Linked DNA regions of Gossypium hirsutum: region 2 is linked to region 1. Evidence: chromatin contacts called from public Hi-C data. All regions are on one chromosome and are shown on one strand. The core of a region is the stretch at or near the end of the contact, and the rest is flanking DNA. Distances in the headings are between cores, read along the strand shown. Region 1 holds the start of LOC107892575. Region 2 holds the start of LOC107891645 (splicing factor U2af small subunit B).

The links. Hi-C and Micro-C count contacts between places; a contact is called where the count stands out from the background.
Region 2: a contact with region 1 is called in a Hi-C map of leaf, with 2.4 times the contacts expected there. The contact joins the promoter of LOC107891645 here to the promoter of LOC107892575 in region 1. A contact is called at or near these places in 2 of 34 Hi-C or Micro-C datasets (both in leaf).

What each region holds. Positions count from the first base shown.
Region 1 is chrD09:37,312,339-37,319,998 of Gossypium_hirsutum_v2.1, forward strand. LOC107892575 reads left to right here and starts at 3,292. Exons shown (of 2, transcript XM_041100217.1): 1 at 3,292-3,438; 2 at 4,915-5,164. The coding sequence starts at 3,292. The coding sequence ends at 5,034. It overlaps LOC107891642 (GABA transporter 1), which reads right to left. Exons shown (of 6, transcript XM_016816484.2): 3 at 6,523-6,620; 4 at 6,245-6,431; 5 at 5,779-6,143; 6 at 5,148-5,657. The coding sequence ends at 5,277.
Region 2 is chrD09:37,449,785-37,457,444 of Gossypium_hirsutum_v2.1, forward strand. It overlaps LOC107891645 (splicing factor U2af small subunit B), which reads left to right and starts at 2,578. Exons shown (of 6, transcript XM_016816489.2): 1 at 2,578-3,389; 2 at 3,538-3,624; 3 at 3,695-3,776; 4 at 4,478-4,604; 5 at 4,691-5,149; 6 at 6,024-6,339. The coding sequence starts at 3,153. The coding sequence ends at 5,102.

The sequences.
Region 1 (7,660 bases), core at 2,042-4,541:
ACCCAACGCTGCTGAAATGGAGTAATAGCCACTTGATCCGATAAAAACAACAAACTCTGATGATCTATATGAATTTTGAAATGTCGACCAACCAAGTAGGTGTGCCACTTTCGAACCGTCAGTAAAACCGCTAGCATCTCCTTCTCATAGATCAATAAGGCTTGATGGCACACTCTAAGAGCTTTGCTAAAGAAGGCCATTGGTCTACCTTGTTGCTGCAAAACTGCCCCAATGCCAAACCCGCTGGCATCTATGTCCACCCTAAATTCCAGCTGAAAATTAGGAAGCACCAATACAGGAGCTGTACTCACGGCTTGTTTCAGTGCCTGAAAAGCCTCAGTAGCCTGGTCAGACCATTCCTACCTATTCTTTTTCAGCAAATTAGTCAAAGGTCGAGCAATCACACCATAATTCTGTATAAACCTCCTGTAGTAGCCCGTGAGGCCAAGGAAGCTGCGCAACTCCTTCACTGATTGAGGAAGCGACCAAGATAATACACAATCAATCTTAGTTGTGTCCATAAAAACTGTCCCTTCATGCAGTACATGTCCCAAATATTGAATTTGAGATGAACCAAAACAACATTTTGACTTTTTCGCAAATAACTGTTGTTCTCTTAAGATAAGAAAAACGGACCTCCAATGGTGCATATGCTCCTCCCACGAGGTTGAATACACAAGTATGTCGTCGAAGAAAACTAACACAAATTTACGCAGCAGTGGCTTGAAAATTGAGTTCATGAGAGCCTGAAAACTGGATGGAGCATTAGTGAGGCCAAAGGGCATCACGAGAAACTCATAATGCCTCTCGTGAGTCCAAAATGCAGTTTTGTATACGTCCAGTTCCCACATACGAATTTGGTGATATACAGACCTTAGATCTAATTTAGAAAATACTCTAGCTTCCCCAAGCTCATTCAATAACTCCTCAATTACTAGTATAGGAAATTTATCCTTAACTATAAGCTGGTTTAACTGCCTGTAGTCCACACATAATCTCCAACTCCCATCCTTCTTCTTAACCATGATAATAAGGGAAGCAAACAAATTTGTACTGTCACGTATGATTCCAGCCTGAAGCATTTCCTGAATGAGCTTTTCTATTTCATTCTTTTGAAACGCCGGATATTGGTAGGGCTGAATTTTGATCACTGCCCCTTCATCCCTTAGGGGAATTCTGTGATCATGCATCCTACGAGATGGTAATCCTTTTGGAACCTGGAAAATGTCCTCAAATTCCACCAACAATTCTTGGAGTTGGTCCCCAAGGTCCTTGTCTTTCTTGGTTGACAGCGTCACTGGCTCCATTGAGCTCAAAACTGCTGTAAAAGGTCTCATCGACTGCCCCATTGCTGCAAAACATTTCGGATTTAGCTCTCCACTTTCAGCTGCTAATGAACCAGGAGTAATACCTTGAATAACACATGACTTCCCTGCTAAGTTGAACTGCATGGTCAGCGAACTAAAATTCCAAATGATGTCCCCCAGTGCTAATAACCACTGTACTCCCAACACCATATCACAGCCCTTCAACGACAAGACCATGAAATCAGTCTCAAATTTACGATCCTATACCTCTTAGGTAACCCCTTTGCATAGTCCCCTAGTAAACAAACAACTGCCATTTGCTACTGAGACTCGTAGTTGCTCCTGATGCCACACTGGTAAAGACAACCGATTGACCAGCCTTGATTAAAATTACGTGTACTCTCTAAGTCGACTAGGATAATAGCCCACAATGCCCCCACTTGAGCAGCCACTCTCATAGTGTTATGCCCCTATAAGCCAGTAAGAGCATGTAACAAAATTATCGGTGACTTAAGGCCCCATTCATCAGTACCCGCTTCTTCTAATTTTTCCAAACACTCTTGAAATTCCTCAGTCTCACTATCAGAAAGAGGTTCGAGTAAAAATTGATATAACTGGGACTTCATGCACTTCTGCCCCGCATGGTATTTAGCCCCACACCAGAAACAGAGGCCTTTTTGTTTCCTTTCAGCCATCAATGTTGGGGATATGGTTCTAGACTCTGATTTGTTCAAAGATGCATTGTTAACAGATTGAGAACTCATTACAGTCTTTGTAGGAGAAGATGAATACCTTGAAATGACCGATGTGTTGGTTAAAGGTCGAGGTGAGCTAACCCCCTAAGTCGTACGCCCCTTCCCTGAATAAAAAATAAGTACTTCGATCTTTCTAGCTAACTAGAAAGCTTCCACCAGTGTCGATGGTTCAAACAGGTCCAAGTAGTGACCTATTTTAGCCTTCAAGTTACTGAGAAAAATACTGAGAACATAAGACTCCGGTAAATGCAATTGATTCAGTAACCCCACAAACAAATCCTGATACTGTTCAACAGTACCTTGTTGTTTCAAGTTGACCAATTCCCTCATCGGATTTCCAAACTGCCCACAATCGAAACGATCTTGAAGACTTTTAATGTACTCTGGCCAGGACAGCATTTGCAAGCCTCCACTCCTTTGAGAATAAAAATGGTGCCATCCCAGCGCTCGGCCCTCTAGGTTCAACATTACAAGGCGGACCTTACTAGCCTCTAGTGTACCTTCTGCTTCAAAATATTGCTCCAGTTTGGTCCACCACCCCCTAAAATCGGTACCATCAAACTTGGGACAGTCCAACCTGCTAAGTTTAACAGAAGCTCCCGTCACATAGGAGTGATCCCTCAAATGTGCACTACCCTTATCCGTAACAAATGGTTCCGTCTGAACATGCGGTAAGTCGGTATCCTTAGATAAGAAACCGGGAGGAGCTCCCAAAACCCCTTTGCCTTTATCTGCCGTAACATTTGCAGATGAACCGTTGGTGGTGGTCCAAAATACTGACCCAACAATGCTTGTAAATCTCCCCGAAACTCAGTCTTAAACTCCTGCAATCGAGTCTCCATTTTAGTCTCTAAACGGGTTATTTCTTCTTAGAATTTGGAAATGTCATGTTGCAAACTCCCGACCTCCTTTTGCAAACGTGTCGACACACCATCTCCAGCTATGTAGGGATCGTTGTAAGCTCTGATACCTTTAATACGAACCAAAAATTTGAGAAAAGAGAAGAAAGGAATGAGAAAAGAGAGTGCTGAATTTGCTTCCTTTTCATTCGATAACCGCTACCTCATGCATTACATGCAATTTAAGGGAAACTAACAAGAAAATGACGTGGTAAAATTCTGTTGTGACTAAAACGCACCGTGCAACTAATCTCTCCAAAACTCCCCGTTTCAATTAAACTTATAATTCCCTCACCCCCCAAAACTCCCTATTTTCTTAAAACTCAATGAATTTCTTTCCTACTAGTTTTCCCCTCACAACAGGTTCATCAATTGCAACAGTATTACAGAGAAGGAGTTTTGGATAATTGCTATGGAAAATGGAGTGCTCCTTGGGATTGTTTGTATTTGAAAACCAAGCCATCTTCTCAACTCCAGGTTCATTTTCCTCTTTCTTTTAATTTCTTTTCCGATTTAAAAATATTGCAAAAAGATTTAAGGAAAAACTATTATTTCAATTTATATTTAATTTTTTAGCTTTTAATTTGTTAATAAGCTACTTAGTTGTTGCCTTATGCTTAAATTGTGGTTCATAAGCTAAAAGTTGATTGGAGGAATTTATCGAAGATGAACTATCAACAAACAAATGTAATGTCTCTTTCAATTTGAGCAGCCATTGATCACAAATCTCAATTTTAGTTGCGAGTGCCATCCAAATAAGATATCAAGTTCTACTGAGAATCCTAATTGCTTGGGATTAGCTTGTTTTCAATTGTAATGTTAAACTAGGTCTTTCTGTAGTATCCTAAATCTTTCATATTTTTGGGAATTGTAAATGGTGCCCTAAATCTCTGAACCATAATGAAAAAAAGATAGCACTTTCACTTTTAGGGTTTACATATCAATAACCGACTAGTCGTAATTTTATTGTTATGTTTCGCATGCTGTGAATTCATCTCTTCAATAATGAATTAATGAGAAGTTCCAAAATGTTTAGCTAAGTTCAAACCTGTGTTATACGGATATGTGTCCTATATGAGTATACTTATTCTTTTTAGAGTTATTTCTTATATTTGGAAGAGCATACCCTTTACTCATGGTTGAATATGTGTTGAACAAGGCTTTAGGGAAATGAAGGGGCTGAGTAATATAGATTCAAAAGATTTTAACCTTTATCTCAAAGTATATTACTATGATAACTAAGACTAGGTACAGTGGAAGACAAAAAGATGACTACCAGTTGGGATATAACCAAAAATGGTTAAGTGGGTAAGCTGGATATATTGCAAAGGAACTTATGGGGGGAAAAGACTCACCATTTCATCTTAGCTAAAGAGTGATTACCTTTTTCATATGTGCTTAAATGGTTTGAATAATTTAGGTACACAGAATAAAGGAGTGTGGAAAAGCTCATGCATGTTTGTTTGTGAGGAACTTGAAAAGACAATAATTGCTAGAAATATAAATAAGTAAAAAGCTCATGCATGTTTGTTTGTGAGGAACTTGAAAAGACAATAATTGCTAGAAATATAAATAAGTAAATACAGTTATTTCTTAGGTGAAGAGGTAAGACACTGACATCCGCACTGTTTAGTTAAAAAAAAGGAAGTCTTTGATGCATTTTGATGGTGACAATTGAAGAGAGAGTTATTGATATGGCAAAAGTTGAAGAAGTGCCTTAAGGCCGAAGCTTGGGTGTTATAAATTTGTTTATGGGGGTTGGGTTAAGAAAACATAGCATGTCATTTTATGAATGCTAATGATGATAACATTCATGTAAACGGAACGATGACTAGGAACTGTAGAGAGGTTTATTGAACTATTTGGTCTTTCCATGTAGAAAATACTTAAATTGCAGTTGCATTTTACCTGTGCTATCTGTTCCCCATAATGAACTGGTCCTGCTGAAAACAGGAGATTCTAGAGGCTCGTGAGAAAGCCGAGTCTCATATTTGGACATTTCGGACACCCGAAGAAGCACAAGCTTATTGGAAGCAAGAATTTGGACATTTAAATGGTCGAGAATCGAAATAGACTTTAATTAAGCTGCTTGTTGCAGACTTACAGCTGAGTTTTCTTGTTTTTTTCCCCTTTAAGTTCCGGTTGTTACCTTTTAGCTATTACAATAAATCAATTTAAATCAAATATTTGATTCTTTCTGCAATTTCACTGAATTCATTCAACATGTGATGGCATAACAGGCTCTCCGTCCTTTACTTTTAACGAGGTATCGACTACATATAAGGCCAGCCATTGATAAACTTGGTTGGATTATATCATACATTAGCAAATAATCTATAAGTTTTGGCATCAAGAACTATTTGTCTGACTGCTGCAATGGCTGCTATAATTGCCAGTGCAGAGAAAACCACTGCAATGGAAACATTCAACCAAAAAACAAGACTCCGCTTCGACGGCTTAAATGTCAAGTTGAAGAAAATGACAGGTAAGATGAAGTCAAGGGGCATGAAACCGAAAGCTCCAATGACGGCATTGATGTCTCCGAAAAATGGAAGCATAGCTGCAACTGTCGTGGCTATAACAACAGATAGTGATCTCGAGACTACCCTCGGGATAACATTACGGGCAGACAACTCTTTGCTCTTTGGATCTGCAAATGTTCTTTCCAGCACTTCATTTGTTGGCTGCAAGTAGACCTGTGACAAAAACCAGATTTTTATTATTGAATACATGAACCTATGTTGACCCGACACACATGCACCTGAAGAAAAATGAAGAGTCGGAAAGAAGAGGGGGGAGGGAAAGATATGCGCTCACCACGCCAACTGCTGATAGTTGGAGAATAGTAAAGAGGTTGGTCATCAAGATGAACCATTTTGGCACCAAAGGATTCCCATCATCCAAGAAATTACTGAGTAAAAGGCCTTCAGAATGGTTGCCAAATGCCCAATAACCGGTGATGGCAACAGTGAAGAAAGTAATGATAAGTACTGTGTAACAAACACATAACCCTTTGAACATCTTCCCCTTCACCGGTGGTGCAATTGTTGCCTGAATTTCTGGAATGATACCATTGCCATAAGTTGTGGCAATAATGGCGATAGCATTGAATATTCCGAAAATTCGGCTTTCGGTGTCACCTTTCAGGCCATAATCCTTTTTTGGTCCCTTTGAAGAATTCCCTGGAATAACAAACAAACAAACAAACAAGAAAGCCATGTTTAATTAATCATTGAATCAAACAGATGATGGAAACAAGTTCTTATTGTATCTCCAGAATTACCTATATGTATGGAAGCAGCAGCGGCACAGGCACTATAGGCAAGGCATAGAAACAAGGATATCAAATTAATATGCCTTAGTGAGTGAAAAGATGGGATTTGATCTAAAACCAGCATCAAGAACCCAAATATAATAACGAATTCGTAAAGCTTCATACTCCCATTTGGTTGTGAGAGCACGTAAATTGCCTGCAAAAATTGGAAACCATTTTCAATCATCTTAAGCATAACTAATTAATAAATAGGAATTTTTTGAAACTAGAGAAAACAAAGGAGTTACCTTCATACATTGTCCTCCCAGAAGAGTCAAAGCAATTACAGAACCATAGCAGACCATGAATTGAGTTGGCCCAACATAGTACCAACCCCATCTTGGCCCTGCACAATACAATGTGTTACAAGAGCTGAATTTATGCTAGCAAAATTTTTATTTTTTATTTTTTTATATTTTTCAAGTTCCAAAAATATGGTGCTCAGAAATACATGAAAATTTATTTGATTCAGAGTTAAACAACTTCACAGATAGGAATAAATAATTGCATATGACTTTAGTTTAGATCATAATAAAAACAAACACACATCGTTCATTTAACTCTATTTGTAGAGTTCACACACAATGAACAAAATACTAACTTTATATATAAAAAATAAATAGATAAAATATTAATTTTTGTAGTTTAAATCTAGTTTGGTAACCCCAAAAAAGGAAGAAAAAAACTTTATTATTCTCACTTAGATTTTTTTACCACAATACTAAATTAACTCTAGATACATAGATATATTTATTTTTTAAATAAATTTAAAAATAAAAAGTATCCTTAATTAATATTTCATGATGCTATGAAAATCAAGGCTTTAAATAATTAGTAATAAAGTTTTACGAGCTACATTAAAAATAAAATAAAAATAAAAATAAGATGTATACATCATTAATATATAAAAGAATAATTCTAAATAAAAAATAAACAAATATTATATTCATATTGTAGGTCATCAATCTCACCAACCAGATAAAATTATTAGAAAAGAACAGTCCATCCGCAATAAAATATGCCTATATTAAAATAAAGGACATCAATTGGTTTTACACCATGCCATTGTCCTTGAAATTGTTGGATACCAAACTTTCCACTTTTTCCTCTTTCAATCAAAATCTTTTTCCTTCCCCTATATAATAGCTATAAAGAAATATTTGAACAAAGATTTCAGCCAAAAAAAAAATTATATAAATGTTTAGTTAATAATGATCGGAGGACGTAAGTTCGGGTGCGTTAAAATATATTATCCTCTTATTTAAGAGTTGAGAGGGATTATAAGTAATTTTAAATCTTGTATAAAAAAAGAACATATATAATAACTTATAATAAAACTAATGTTAAAAAATAATTATTTTAAAAGTAATTATACGAATAGTAAAT
Region 2 (7,660 bases), core at 1,328-3,827, 140 kb after region 1:
ATTACTTGGTAAGTTTACAAGAGACAGGTTCATTCTTACCTTTCATGTCTTGTCCCAATCATTTGCAGCTTGTGGGAAGAATTATGATTTCTGAATTAAAGTATTTCTGGTTTTAGTCCCTCTATTATGCTGAAATATAAGATTTAATCCATTACTTTAATTTGGATTAATGTTTATGTAATAACAATATTCAGTTGACAGGTAATTTTTTTATTGGTTCAACATGATTGGCTAAATTTAAAGTTGACTGCATAATTGAATAACAGTAAAAAAAATCATAATATTACTCAAACAATAGCAATTAGCTTTGTTGTCAATCCGGACCTATACTTAATGTCTTTTTTTGTTTTGTTTTTTTTATGATTGATTATAATTATTTTTCATAAATTAATTTGTTTGTTAATACAAAATTTTATAATAAAACATGGACATACCTATTTATTATAATTTTTTAATATATATTTCAAATAAAAATTTCCTCGATTTATTTTAACAATTGATATCTCTATTTAATATAATCATTTTAATATAATATCTCCCCACTTCATAATAAAACATATATTTTATATACGACTAATATGTATTGTCGATTTTTATTGCTTTTTATTTTTTTTTAAAAAGGTAAACTACACCATTAGTCACTAATATTTATAGATAAATTTTCGTTTTAATCACTTAACTCAAAAAGTTACAATTTGGTCACTAAACTATTTGAAAGTTTTCATTTAAGTCATTTAACTATTCAAAAGTTTTTATTTAACTCATTGGGCTATTAAGTTAAAAAAAATTCCGCTAGCGAGCTCAAAGCAACTATTCAACAATTGGTCCAGTGAATTAGTACCCATCAATGAGTAGAATAGCATGCCTTAAATCCAAGTTGATTTGACGATTAGTGTCGAAGATCGGAGAAAAAAATTGTTTGAATTTTGGTTTGTAGATTCGTGACATCTAAAATTGGTTCATGAAAAAAAAACTAAACTGTAGAAGAGGAGAAAAAGAACTTACGACTGATGCAGACAGTGCAAACAAAAAAAAGTCATATAACATCGATTTTAATAGCTCTGTGATTTAAATGAAAACTTTTGAATAGTTTAGTAATTGAATTGTAACTTTTCAATTAAGTGATCGAAATAAAAATTTACTCATAATTTAGTGATTAATGTTATAGTTTACTCTAATATATATATAAATAAATTTCAGTTACCTTTTTTTCAAGTTAGGAATCTAGCTCTATTCATTGAGTGGAAAAAAAAACCCAACATATTGGAACATTAAACTTAAAATGAAGCTAAATGTATGTTACTTTATGTAGAAGCCTCATTAAATTTTGGTTAACAAGTGGGGAGAGATAATTATATAATATAAGAGAGTAGGTTGAAAGGTTTTAATTGAGTGAACTGAGGCCTGCAAATTACTGTTTTTTTCTTCTTCAAAAACTGACAAACAATAATTGGCCTTATGAAAGTAATTCAATATTTAATTGCTGGTCATAGATTTAGGGAAACTTCCAAATTAAGTTTTCTGACAATTTGTTTTAAAGAAAATAAAATAAAATAAATTTTCTATTTAAATTTTTGAACCTTTTGTGTCAATGAGGTAAAGTCTCATTTTTATTTGATGAGAAAAAATCACGGGATTTAAAGTGGTGAAGAATATGAAGTCTTTCATCTTCATATATATTTTTAGATTATATTATTTTATTAGAAAAATAAATAAATTATTTGTTAAATTATTAAAAAATTAACATGACTGATGAAATAACTAGACAATGACACGTGACGTATAATATATATATCAGATGACAATATTTTTACCACATTATGTTGCAAACCTTAACTGTTGCCAACTATAGTGTAAGTGAATAGTATCACCCATAGGCAAAATGGTATTATTATTGCAAAGCACAAGGTACTCCATACCATATTATATATATATATTGCATTATAATGTAACAGCCAAGATGTGTCAGATTGCATTAAAGTATATATCTTTTGTCAATTATGATGGGGAGAATTGTAAAGAGTGGCTTTGAGACACTCATTTAAGCACACTTCGTCTCCAAGGACCACATAGCTAACACTTCATTTAAAAAAACAAAAGAAACCAAAAATTTGACCCGCTGGTGTTGCAATGAATGAAGAAAAGGACTGATAAGATGAAGTGATTAAATGTGAGAATTTAGTTAAAATTGATTTGTTTTAGTTGGTTGATGTTCAAGTATAAGATGAAATACAATAATGGTTAGCTGAGAAGTCATCTCAAACTTGCTGTCTTGTGTTTTGGCCTTTTAGGAGTGGTGTTTGATGTTTCAATTTTATAACAAAGACATATACATAGGGATCCTTTTGGTTTTTTTTTTTTGGTTATGCAACCCCATCATTCGGGGGACATGTTAGGTCCATTTTTCTGAGACATGGGGTCAGCCTCATTCATCCTTATATATACCGCCGCATCTACTATCTACTATGCTGAAAGTGAAATCATTTAGAATCCAGTTTGTCCATTTCCAGGCTTGTGAGAGTAGGTGGGGGATATTGGTGAAGTTATTTTGAAAGTTGTAAAATTAAAGTTAGTTTTGGGATAATAAACTGATTGGAATTAAAAGATAAAATTGAACGATTTCGAAAGCAGCATACATATTAAACCCATCCTACTGGGTGCTGTGTATCACGTATGATGTGTATATGGTAAGGAATAAGGATCTCATCTATTGTGTCATTCATGGCTGCCACTATCTTATAACAATATGTAAGAGGTTACCGCTGAGACAAACAAAAAATAATTGACTTAATCAAAGTTTTAGAATTTTTGAATATTTTTGTGTGAGTTAATTGGGGTGTAGGTTTTGGTTTATGGGGTTGAGTGTTCTACATGGAATGTAGTTAGAGGAGATTTGCAGAAGGATGGTATTGGATTATGATTAGCCTTGGAATGATGTGACCATAGCCATAGCCCAAAGGTACGTATATGAGCCCTGTTTAAATCTGAATGATGCCAAAGCTGGGCCTTGAAAGTCTGGACGTAACGTAATGTTATTATCCAAATACCCAAAAACCGAAAACACTTTACACCTATATTATTGATCTTCAAATCAAACCCACGACGGAAAAGAACCAGAAAAAAGGGAACAGATCCTTGGAAGAGGAAGAAAAATGGCGGAGCATTTGGCGTCGATATTTGGGACTGAAAAGGACAGAGTGAACTGCCCCTTTTATTTCAAGATAGGCGCGTGCCGTCACGGGGATCGCTGCTCGCGTCTCCACACCAAGCCCAGCATCAGCCCTACTATCCTTCTCTCCAACATGTACCAACGGCCGGACATGATCACCCCGGGCGTCGACGCCCAGGGTAACCCTATCGACCCCCGCAAGATCCAACAACATTTTGAGGTATTTCTCCTTAAGCTTTTCAAATCTCAAAGCTTTACTGTTTCTCTATTTGGATTCTGTGATTTGGTGTAGAGTAATTTTTAGTTAGGATATTGTTTAAAAGTAGCTTGGCAACCGGAGTCTTAGTGTTTTAATGTTGAATTTGCAGGCTTTTTATGAGGATTTGTTTGAGGAGTTGAGCAAGTACGGTCAAATTGAGAGTTTGAACATATGTGATAACTTGGCTGACCATATGGTAAATCTTTTTTTCCCGGAAAATTTTTTGTTTGGATTCTATTTGTTTGATATCTTAATTTTCTGAACAGGTAGGCAATGTGTATGTTCAGTTTAGAGAGGAAGAACATGCTGCAAATGCAGTCAAGAATCTTAGCGGAAGATTTTATGCTGGTTTGGCTTCTTCTATCCTTTGTATTACATGATATATATATATATACAGGTTATAGGATAATGCTTTTAAATATGATTAAATACAACAAAGTTAAGCCTTATATACATGATAAACGTATTTGAACATGGATGATAAGTTATTTTATGTATTTCAAATATATAACTCTATAAATGAGTTTAAACAGGTTATGTGTTCAGCAATGTAGGTTAACCTGTTAGTACAATTAATTAAACATGTAGAAACAGTTCATGTACAAGTTAGATGTGTCAACATACTTTGAACACGATTATTTTGTGTCAAATTTAAGATGGCACAATTATGACATAAACATGATTATTCAAACCTCAAACCAACTCAACTTTGTGTCATTTCCAAAATGTCAAGTCCTGGCTATGTTACATTATTCTTTGGTATTAGGTTCCATCCGTTAGTAATTTTGGTATTCCAATAGATGAATGTGTTGTTACCTTACCCTTTTGTATTAGTTTCTTTCTTTTCATAATATGTAATAGTTTCTTGTGTTGTTGAGTTGTCCTTTTGTATGAGCTTCTATTATTGGGCATTTTCATAATATGTAATAGATGTTTGTGTTGTTAAGTTGTCTTTCGTATTAGCTTTGATTTATTGGTTATTTTGGAAGTTCATTTTCACAAATGCTTGTATCACTAATTTGCCTTAGCTTTTTGCTACTTTTCTACAGCCCGTCCTATCATTGTTGACTTCTCACCTGTGACGGACTTCCGAGAGGCCACCTGTAGGCAGTATGATGAGAATACTTGCAGTCGTGGTGGATACTGCAATTTTATGCACCTTAAAAGAATAAGCAGGTAGGATGTTTCTCTAAATCAGCTTTAGTTTTATATGGTCATTGTTTTGTATGTCTAAAACTTTTCATTGTGTTAATCTTTATTAGGGAGTTGAGGCGCCAGTTATTTGGGAGGTCAAAAAGGAGGCGAAGTCATAGCCGAAGCAAAAGCCCTAACCGGCGTCGTAGTAGCCATGATGAGCGCCCTCATGGTTCACGTGACCATGGTAGACGGTACAATGATAGGGATAATTATCACGAAAGCCGGAGCAGAAGACACAGAAGCACAAGTCCTGGTCATCGGAGAGGTCGGAGCAGAAGCCCTGGGGGAAAGAGGAATCATAGCCCAATCCGTGAAGGCAGTGAGGAGAGACGTGCTAAAATTGAGCAATGGAACCGTGAAAGGGAGCAACAGGAAAATGCAAATAATTTTGAGAAAGATGCTGCCAATAATAACAAGAAGAATGGTAGAAATGAATATTTGCGGAATGATGATAAGAACTATCAGCAACAGGAGTAGGCTTCACTTCCAGAAGTTCATTAATCCTGATTATATCACCCTGCCTGGTTTGTCTCTCAATGTTTTTCCTTCATCATTTTTGTATTTCAACCCCTCTCTGTAGTCAGTAGAAGTTAGAAATATTTCTGCTAAGACCAACCATTCAGTAAATCTTTCTACTAAGCACATTTTCCACTGTGCAGGTAGTGCAGGTTCACAATTCTATGATATGGAATTTGAAATTTGTTTTGCCTTTTCCATTTAGGTCCATGCCTTTTGCAACTATCATCATGATGCTTGATTGTGTGCTTTTACTTTGAGAAGTTTCAAACACATGCCCTTTTTGTTTTCAGCTTTCCAATCAGTTTCTTTCTAGAATTGTTTGTTTAATTCCTCTCTCTTTGTTTACCGGTTTTATCATATTTTTCCTCGATTTCTTCTCTTCTATTAACTTGGTTTTATCGAAGTTTCTAGAACAAGACGATTAAGAAAGAAAAGTCAAAATACCTAGAGAAATGAGGTTTTAAGCTAATCAGCATACATTTACTTTCTTTTACACAACTCCCTTGAAGCTCTTCTAGTGGCCTTAATCTCCTCTGTGGAACCTTGCTACCTTTCTGCCTTCAATATTTAGTTTAGCCTTTAGCATTAGGAAAATATGTGGATTAAAGCTTTGTTTGTGCATTTATACTGTGTGTGCGCATAAATCTACAGTCAGGTACTCTGACCATGGCACGTCCAGGCTACTGAATGATCAAAGTTCATGGTTCTAATTTCCTTAAACCATCTCTACCTCAAAACTCTTTTTTAAGTCACAATTTTTCTGTAGGAAATCGGTATACTTATCAATGTTAATCTAGTTTTGCAGGTTCAGGTATTCCTGCTCCTCGGGACTGAGCAATCATTTTAATTGCAACTTTATCATGGAATTTGTGTATACAGGTAGTCCATTGGGTGCCAAATAAACTGGTGGTTTAAAGTATCTTTTGGGTTTAACTTAAAGAAGAAAACAAGAAGCACCTGCAACCACTACTCTCTCAACTCTGTTGCATTGGGTCCTAACCACAAGCAAGGAGTAATAGTGGTATTAGCAAAGGCTCTACTTAATTTGCTAGACTTTGTTATTTGTTATATTTAGTTGTTAACCTGACAGGTTTGGTGTTTGTTGGACCCCCAGAACTATGTTTTGTGTTAAGACATTGAAGGACCTGTTTGTTTTTTGATTGAAGAAACATTTGGTGATTGGTAGTTATTAAAATCTGTGTTTCCCTTCTAACTTCTCATTTCTTTGTTCTGTCTGCTCACCTCTGCCACACTTAATACCTAACAACTGCTACAGGGCTACTAATCTATTTAGTTTTATTTATTTATTAATAATTAGGTCAAATTGTATACGCAGTCCCTGTGCTAGTGAAATTAGTTGCACTTTAATTTTAGTAAAATTTAGTTCTGCTTCTAATATATTATTCTCATATGGGTTATTAACGACTTGACAATTTTTTTTGAAAGGAAAAAATAAGTAATCCGGGGCTCATCACAAGATTAAAAACTACAGTTAGGGTTAGGTTGAAAAGTTATTTTCAAAATTGGTTTTAGAAAAAAGTGGTAGAAAATTACTCTATAAAAATATTTTTTGGTATTTTGCGTTGTCTATTACAGTCAAAAACTACGGTTGAAAGTTTAAAAAAAAATAGTCATAATTGTAGAAAGTAAAAAGTTAGTAAAATTATATGATAGTTAAATAATTTAATATAATGATAAATGAAATATAAATTTTAAATATTTTTAAGTATTTAATTGTACGGTTGTCAAAGCTGAAAAAAATAAAAATCTATTTCAAAATATAAATTAATAGATAGCAACAAGTATGGTCATGTCCACAAAAATTGATGATAATTTTATTTCTTTAACAAATAAAATAAAATATGGGGTTAAAAATAAAAATAAAAATTAAAACAAAGTAAAAAGAAATAGTAAAATAAAATATAAGAAAACCAATATGATAAACTCTAGCCGAAAGGTAAAATTTTCGTTTTGATTGAATAATTTGACTGTTGATATAAAGATAATTTTCAATGTCCTTTAATAAATTGGTTTAGTTGTCAACAATCGCCTAGCAACTTACTATATTGTTACCTTCTCGATAATCAAGTCAATCATCATTAATTACTTTCCTTATTGTTAAACAACCCTATAACAATTGCTTAATCAACTAAGGGTGAGTTTGGATGGGCGGTGCTTTTACCTGCGGTTAGTGTAAAAGCAGCGGTGGCGGTGAGATTAGATACTGTAGCGATATTGTAGCGTGAGACAAAAAATAAGCTAAACGCACCGCACCGCACCGCACCCAATCGCCCATCCAAACCCACCCTAAATCTCTAATTGACAAAGCAACCGTTCTAAGTTATCAAATACCAACCGAATATTTAACAACGTTGAATAATTGTAATTAATCCAAAAGACATGCAAATACTAAAGAGTAAATAAAAGATTAAGAATAATTATATCTCACAAACTTTAGATAATCAAACTTCAACTAAAAAAGAGGGATAAAAACCCATAAAGAAAATAAAATACAA